Linked DNA regions of Mus musculus: region 1 is linked to region 2. A link is a contact called in public Micro-C data. All regions are on one chromosome and are shown on one strand. Each heading gives the region's core, a stretch centred on a gene start, on an enhancer-like site or on the middle of the called end of the contact. The rest is flanking DNA. Distances are from core to core; before and after follow the strand shown.

Region 1 (2,982 bases), core at 173-2,672, 2.7 Mb after region 2:
ACAAACCCAGTCCTCTCAGGGCTGGCGCAGTGCTGTGCCTACCATTTGCTACTCTGATGGGCATCTCCTTCCCTCTGGGCCAGGCCACCAGCCCTGGTGTGGTCAGGCCTCCTTCAGCTTGCAACTCGCTTTGCAGCCCCTGTCCGGGGTCAGACTACATTTCCCCGCACGTGTAATCCAATAACTAACTGTCGGGTCTCATTGGAATGATTTCTCCCGAGGGCCATCTCTCTCTGAGCCGACTCTTACTTAGAGGAATAAGCCACAACTGGAGGAGTGTTCTCGAATGGAGGGAGCTGGGCCACGGAACATAGGGAGTGGGGGGGGGGTGCACCGGAAGACAGACGCTGTAAACCCACTGGCAGCTGTGCAGACCTTCCTTGTTGATAATAAATACAACTATCTCCTTACTCAGGGTCTCTCTTGCTCTCTCTCAGCATGAAGTGGAAATGACAAGTCAGTGGAAAATGGAAGCAAATAAAAAACCGAATCCATTCGACTCAAAAGAGTGTCTAAGAGGTGGCCCCAGGTTTCTCCACCCAAACCCCTTGCTCAGCTGACAATCTGTTCATAACTGCCCCGGGCACAGCTCAAGGGCGTCCAGTGTTTGCCCTCTGCTGTGACCTCTCAGAAGCCTGCATGTCCAGCCAGAGAGAGAGAGAGAGAGAGAGAGAGAGAGAGAGAGAGAGAGAGAGAGACCCGGAGTTGGCACGTTACCTTGGGACGTCTGGCACCCTGGCGTGTGGCTGAGGGCAGCACTGCCTAAATGAAGTTGACAGATGGTGTCAGTTCGGGCACTGGGGACCGTGGCTAAGGAAGCTCTTCCAGGGCACAGTCTCCCCAAGACTCAGCCCCCACAGGGTCCGGCGGGGGTGGAGGAGGGGCAGGGTGTGTCCGGGCACGGATCGCTAGGTTGGGGGCACTTCTGGGATAGGATACGGGCTGCTGGAAGGAACAGAGAATGAATTGCTGAAGTTAGGAGTAATCGAGTCTGGCCAAGGTTGGGAGTTCTCCCTGCTGAATGCGGGTGTATCTGCGGCTTTGAAGAGGACAGACTGGGAAAGGGAAAGAGCCCCGAGAGGAATTAGTAGTGCCAGCAGGACCCCGGAGAGTCCGGGAGGCGATAAGAGCAGGAGCCCGCCGCCAGGTCCAGAGGGGGAGGAGTGACGCGAGCCCTGTGCGCCCTCCCCGTGGCGGGCGGCGCGGAGCAAGGAGGGGGCAGGGCGGGGTGGGGTGGAGGGAGGGAGCGAGGGAGGGAGGGAGCGAAGCTGCCGCGGGGAGGGCGCGCCAGGGAGGAAGTCCAAGAGACAGAGAGAAGAGCACTCCTGAAAGAAGACGACGGGCTAGTCCCCGGGGTCCGGGCTGAGGTCTTGGCTCGAGGGCGCAGCTGTCCAGCTCTGGGCAGCGTCGCCTCAGTGGCTTAGGAGACGGTTGCGCAAGGAGCCGGCCGGAGGCTCGGAAGAGGGATGCGCGGGGCGTTGCCTCCGACCCGCCGCCGCCGCCGCCGCCCGAAGCCCCAGAGGAGCTGAGGGAGGCGACGCCGAAGCGCTGGCCCGCAGTGGCCCGGGCTGCAGCGCGGCCGGCGCAGTAGGGCACTCGCCCGATTTGTGGACCGACCCGGCTCCGGCGCCGCCGATCCCGGTCCGGGGTCCGCCCCCCAGGCCCGGCCTCGTTCCCGATTCCCAGATGAGCACCGAGGGCGGGCCTCCGCCACCCCCGCCGCGCCCGCCGCCTGCCCCACTCCGCCGCGCGTGCAGCCCGGCGCCCGGCGCGCTCCAGGCCGCCTTGATGAGCCCGCCACCCGCCGCCACCCTGGAGTCCACTTCGTCGTCGTCATCATCATCCTCTGCCTCCTGTGCCTCGTCCTCTTCTAACTCCGTCAGCGCCTCGGCCGGTGCTTGCAAGAGTGCGGCTAGCAGCGGCGGCGCGGGCGCCGGGAGTGGAGGCACCAAGAAGGCAACCTCGGGGCTGCGGCGGCCGGAGAAGCCTCCTTACTCGTACATCGCGCTCATCGTCATGGCCATCCAGAGCTCGCCCAGCAAGCGCCTGACGCTCAGTGAGATCTACCAGTTCCTACAGGCGCGCTTCCCCTTTTTCCGTGGCGCCTACCAGGGCTGGAAGAACTCCGTGCGCCACAACCTCTCGCTCAACGAGTGCTTCATCAAGCTGCCCAAGGGCCTCGGGAGACCTGGTAAGGGCCACTACTGGACCATCGACCCGGCCAGCGAATTCATGTTTGAGGAGGGTTCGTTCCGCCGCCGGCCGCGCGGCTTCAGGCGGAAGTGCCAGGCTCTCAAACCCATGTACCATCGCGTGGTGAGCGGCTTGGGCTTCGGGGCCTCGCTGCTGCCCCAGGGCTTCGACTTCCAAGCGCCCCCGTCGGCGCCTCTGGGTTGCCACGGTCAAGGCGGTTATGGTGGCCTCGACATGATGCCCGCGGGCTATGATACAGGGGCGGGTGCTCCGGGCCACGCGCATCCACACCACCTCCACCACCACCACGTCCCCCACATGTCGCCCAACCCGGGCTCCACCTATATGGCCAGCTGCCCGGTGCCCGCAGGTCCTGCGGGCGTCGGTGCGGCAGCGGGTGGCGGCGGTGGCGGCGGGGACTATGGGCCGGACAGCAGCAGCAGCCCTGTGCCCTCATCCCCGGCTATGGCAAGCGCCATTGAGTGTCACTCGCCCTACACTAGCCCTGCGGCACATTGGAGCTCGCCTGGCGCTTCACCTTACCTCAAGCAGCCGCCTGCCCTGACGCCAAGCAGTAATCCCGCGGCCTCTGCTGGTCTGCACCCCAGCATGTCTTCCTACTCGTTGGAGCAGAGCTACTTGCACCAGAACGCCCGCGAGGATCTCTCAGGTAATAAAGAGCGCCAAGGCTGGCTGCAAGCGGAGCCTCTGAGAGCCTCTGAGGGCCAGGGCTACTGCACCCTTGGTCCTCAACGCTGGGGTCTTCAGAACTAGAATGCTGGGGGTGGG
Region 2 (2,930 bases), core at 364-2,863:
TGTCTCCAGGAGCTTGAAGAACACCTCCAGCATTTGGAAACACAGAAGAGGGTGGAGAAGGTGATAAATTACCTTGGTATTTGGACGGAGCCCACAAACATACCTGAAGACCATGAGCCGGGTTTTGTGTTGCAGAATCAAGATAAAGTCATATTTAAAGGCATCCGACAGATAAAGCCAACCTCTGTCCTTTGGACCCTAACTTAGATCTCTAAGTTATCTTTTTTTGTTGTTGTTGTTTAATGAACGCAAGTGGCTGGTAGAGATAAACAACTTTTGGAACGAAGTAGAAAAACAGCAAAAGATAGTTCATATAAAGTGAAGATATTGACTTACTGAGCAAGAACCAATGCAGAAGCATTCCGAAGTTAGGGGACTTGGGAAACAAAGTTAGGAAGCCGCCCTTCACCGCTATCTGGAGGGAACCTCGCTGCTTCCCCGCTGAACAGAGACGAAAAGCCGCCGCTCTTTTGGGCGGGTGTGGCCGATAGAAACAAAAGGTTAAAACACAAAAGGCGGGGCGGAGGGCTAGGTCAGGGGAGCTCGGCAGGCTCGTGGTTCCCTTCCTATTCAGACTGGCTGAGATAGGCCCGGGGGTCGCCAACACCTAAGAGAGGATGGATCCCGACGAGGACAGCAATAGGTCATTCTGGGTGGGTCATTAAACTGAACCAAACCACGGAGGTGAGGGGAGCGGACTCTTAACTAATGGTCCAGGCCCCATCAGCTTCATCTGCGCAGCTCTTGACAGTCTGGAACCTGTGGCTTCCTCAACTGGACCCCAGCCCCCAAAAACTTCCCGGACTCCTATTAATTTGCTGGAACTCCCTTACCACCCAAACCCTGTCTACATTCTATTGTTGCACGCTTCGTGTCTCCAGAGCGCTCCAGAGACAGTGAAGTTTGAAAACGCGTGAGGAAATGACCCCCACCTCTGCATCTTTCTTTTTTTGTGACCAAAGTCAGAGCTTATGTGTGGGTGAGCCTGATCTAATTCCCATTCTTATCAGAACGTTTTCCTCCAATCTACACACAACCGGGGAAAAGCGAGGCAGTATCCAGTTTGGATGCCCTTCTTCTTAGCCCCTCACCACCCCTAAAGAAGAAGCACAAGAGATGAAGGCGTTTAAAATAAACAAAACAATCTGTGCGAGAGTTTAAAAGAACAAAAGAAAAGGAGAACCGGGAAAAGAGATACAATTAAAAAATAATAATAAAAGACAAGAAACAGAAAGAAACAGTCAAACTTGGCTGCTAGATCTATGACTTTGCCCTCGGAAGGGCTGGGAGCAGGGGGACCTGAGGGAAGCAGGACAAACAGGACAAGTCACTCACCTTCTCCCTCCACTTCGTCGCACTTTGAAGGGACATTGTTTCCATTGTTGCAGCCTGCGAGGCGCTAGGATACTTTTGCGCAGCCTGACAGCGGAGAAAGTCGCGTTGACAAAGTTGCGAGAAAGAGATACTCGGGCGTCCAGGGAGCTGGAGAAGGAGTTCATCAGAGTTTCCCCTTTTGTTCCAAGTCCCAGAGCAGACAAAGAGGCGGAGAGCCGCGGCAGGTTTCTCCCTCTCACCCCTTCCTCCTCTCTCCCTCCCCTCCCTCCCCGCCCCCTCCCTCTCCCCGCATCTCCCGCCCGACTCTAAGCCTTGGTGCGCAGCTCCGGCTGCTCTGTCCCCAAGACCAGCAACTCAGTCCCGACCCTCTCTCCTTCCATCTCCCCGAAAACTTTGCCCAGAAGATGCGGGTCTTGGTCCCTTCTCACACCCTTTGAACACCCAGCTTCCAGTCCGCGCTCTCACGCCCGGGGAAATCTCCAAACTCATTGTTTCCGGGAGATGCACCTCTTTGTTTGCACTTTCCCTGCCAATCAGGGAGAGGAGCGGTTCACTTTGGCAATGAGTTTCTGCCATTTCTCAGCATCCCAAGAGATGTAATATGAAGGAGCCAGTCAACCCTTTAAGGTAAGAGGTACAATCATAGGTAGGGCTCACAGATGCCTCTCCATCCATGACCCTCCATCCTATGTACCCTCTTCCAACCAACAGCCTGGAAGAATTCAAAGAAGTTCTAAGTGATGGAAAAGTCTCTTCTCCCTCCCTCATCAGTGCCCACACAGGACCCTAGGGGAAAACCCTCAAATCTGCATGGCAGAGGCCACTAAGTATCCCACAGGGACCTACACCTTGCCCTTGTAGGTTACCTGTTGCTGCTGGTACTATGCCACTCATGGGGGGTGGGGGGGGGCCTGAACAGAGACCACCGGCTCAAACCTCAGAGAACTTCCTCTTATCTCCAACTATATTAACAAGACTCTCAGGTTAACATGGCTCCTTCCCAAACCTACTGTTCCTTCCTAGTTCCCTTCCTTTCACAGCTACAGGGTCTTCCTCCTTCACTTCTAACTCCCCATCCTCTTCCCTCCCCCACCTTCTGGTCCTGGGCAAGCCAGGTGTCTTCCTTGTCTGGGAGTCTCTCAGTCTTTCTTAGAGCCTTCTGAAAATCATCCATCAGTTCCAGAACTGGGGTCCCCACTTTACACCGCAGCATTCAGCTCTCATCCCAACATGGTTTCCCCCCACCCCAGGAACTCAAAGCTGCACCAATTTCCTTTCTAGATCTCACCAGAATAGAAGAAAAGCAGGAAGGTGGGAGAAGGTAGAGGGACACGCAGCCTTTTATATTCAGTCTTCAGGGCAAAGGGGGTTTAAAAAAAAACACTCAAACATTCCAAAGCAAATATTCAACCTCCTGCTGGTGTCCACGCACCTTATATACTCTTTCTCCAAATCTAGACAGGGAAGACCCAATGAGTTGTTAAATGTGAGGGTAAAGAGATGGGGTGAAAGGGGGCATAGGGAGCTGTATTCCTGGCTAGGATTAAAGATGCGAAGAGGGGGTAGGAAGGGAACCTTGCTGGGTCTGGAATGTC

Evidence for each region. Hi-C and Micro-C count contacts between places; a contact is called where the count stands out from the background.
Region 1: a contact with region 2 is called in a Micro-C map of embryonic stem cells, with 6 times the contacts expected there. The contact joins the promoter of Foxf2 here to the promoter of 2610307P16Rik in region 2. A contact is called at or near these places in 1 of 484 Hi-C or Micro-C datasets (embryonic stem cells) and 1 of 115 datasets of contacts at active chromatin or transcription factors (embryonic stem cells).

Annotation. Positions count from the first base shown.
Region 1 is chr13:31,624,394-31,627,375 of GRCm38.p6, forward strand. It overlaps Foxf2 (forkhead box F2), which reads left to right and starts at 1,423. Exons shown (of 2, transcript NM_010225.2): 1 at 1,423-2,863. The coding sequence starts at 1,687.
Region 2 is chr13:28,883,809-28,886,738 of GRCm38.p6, forward strand. It overlaps 2610307P16Rik (RIKEN cDNA 2610307P16 gene), which reads right to left and starts at 1,614. Exons shown (of 8, transcript NR_045054.1): 1 at 1,336-1,614.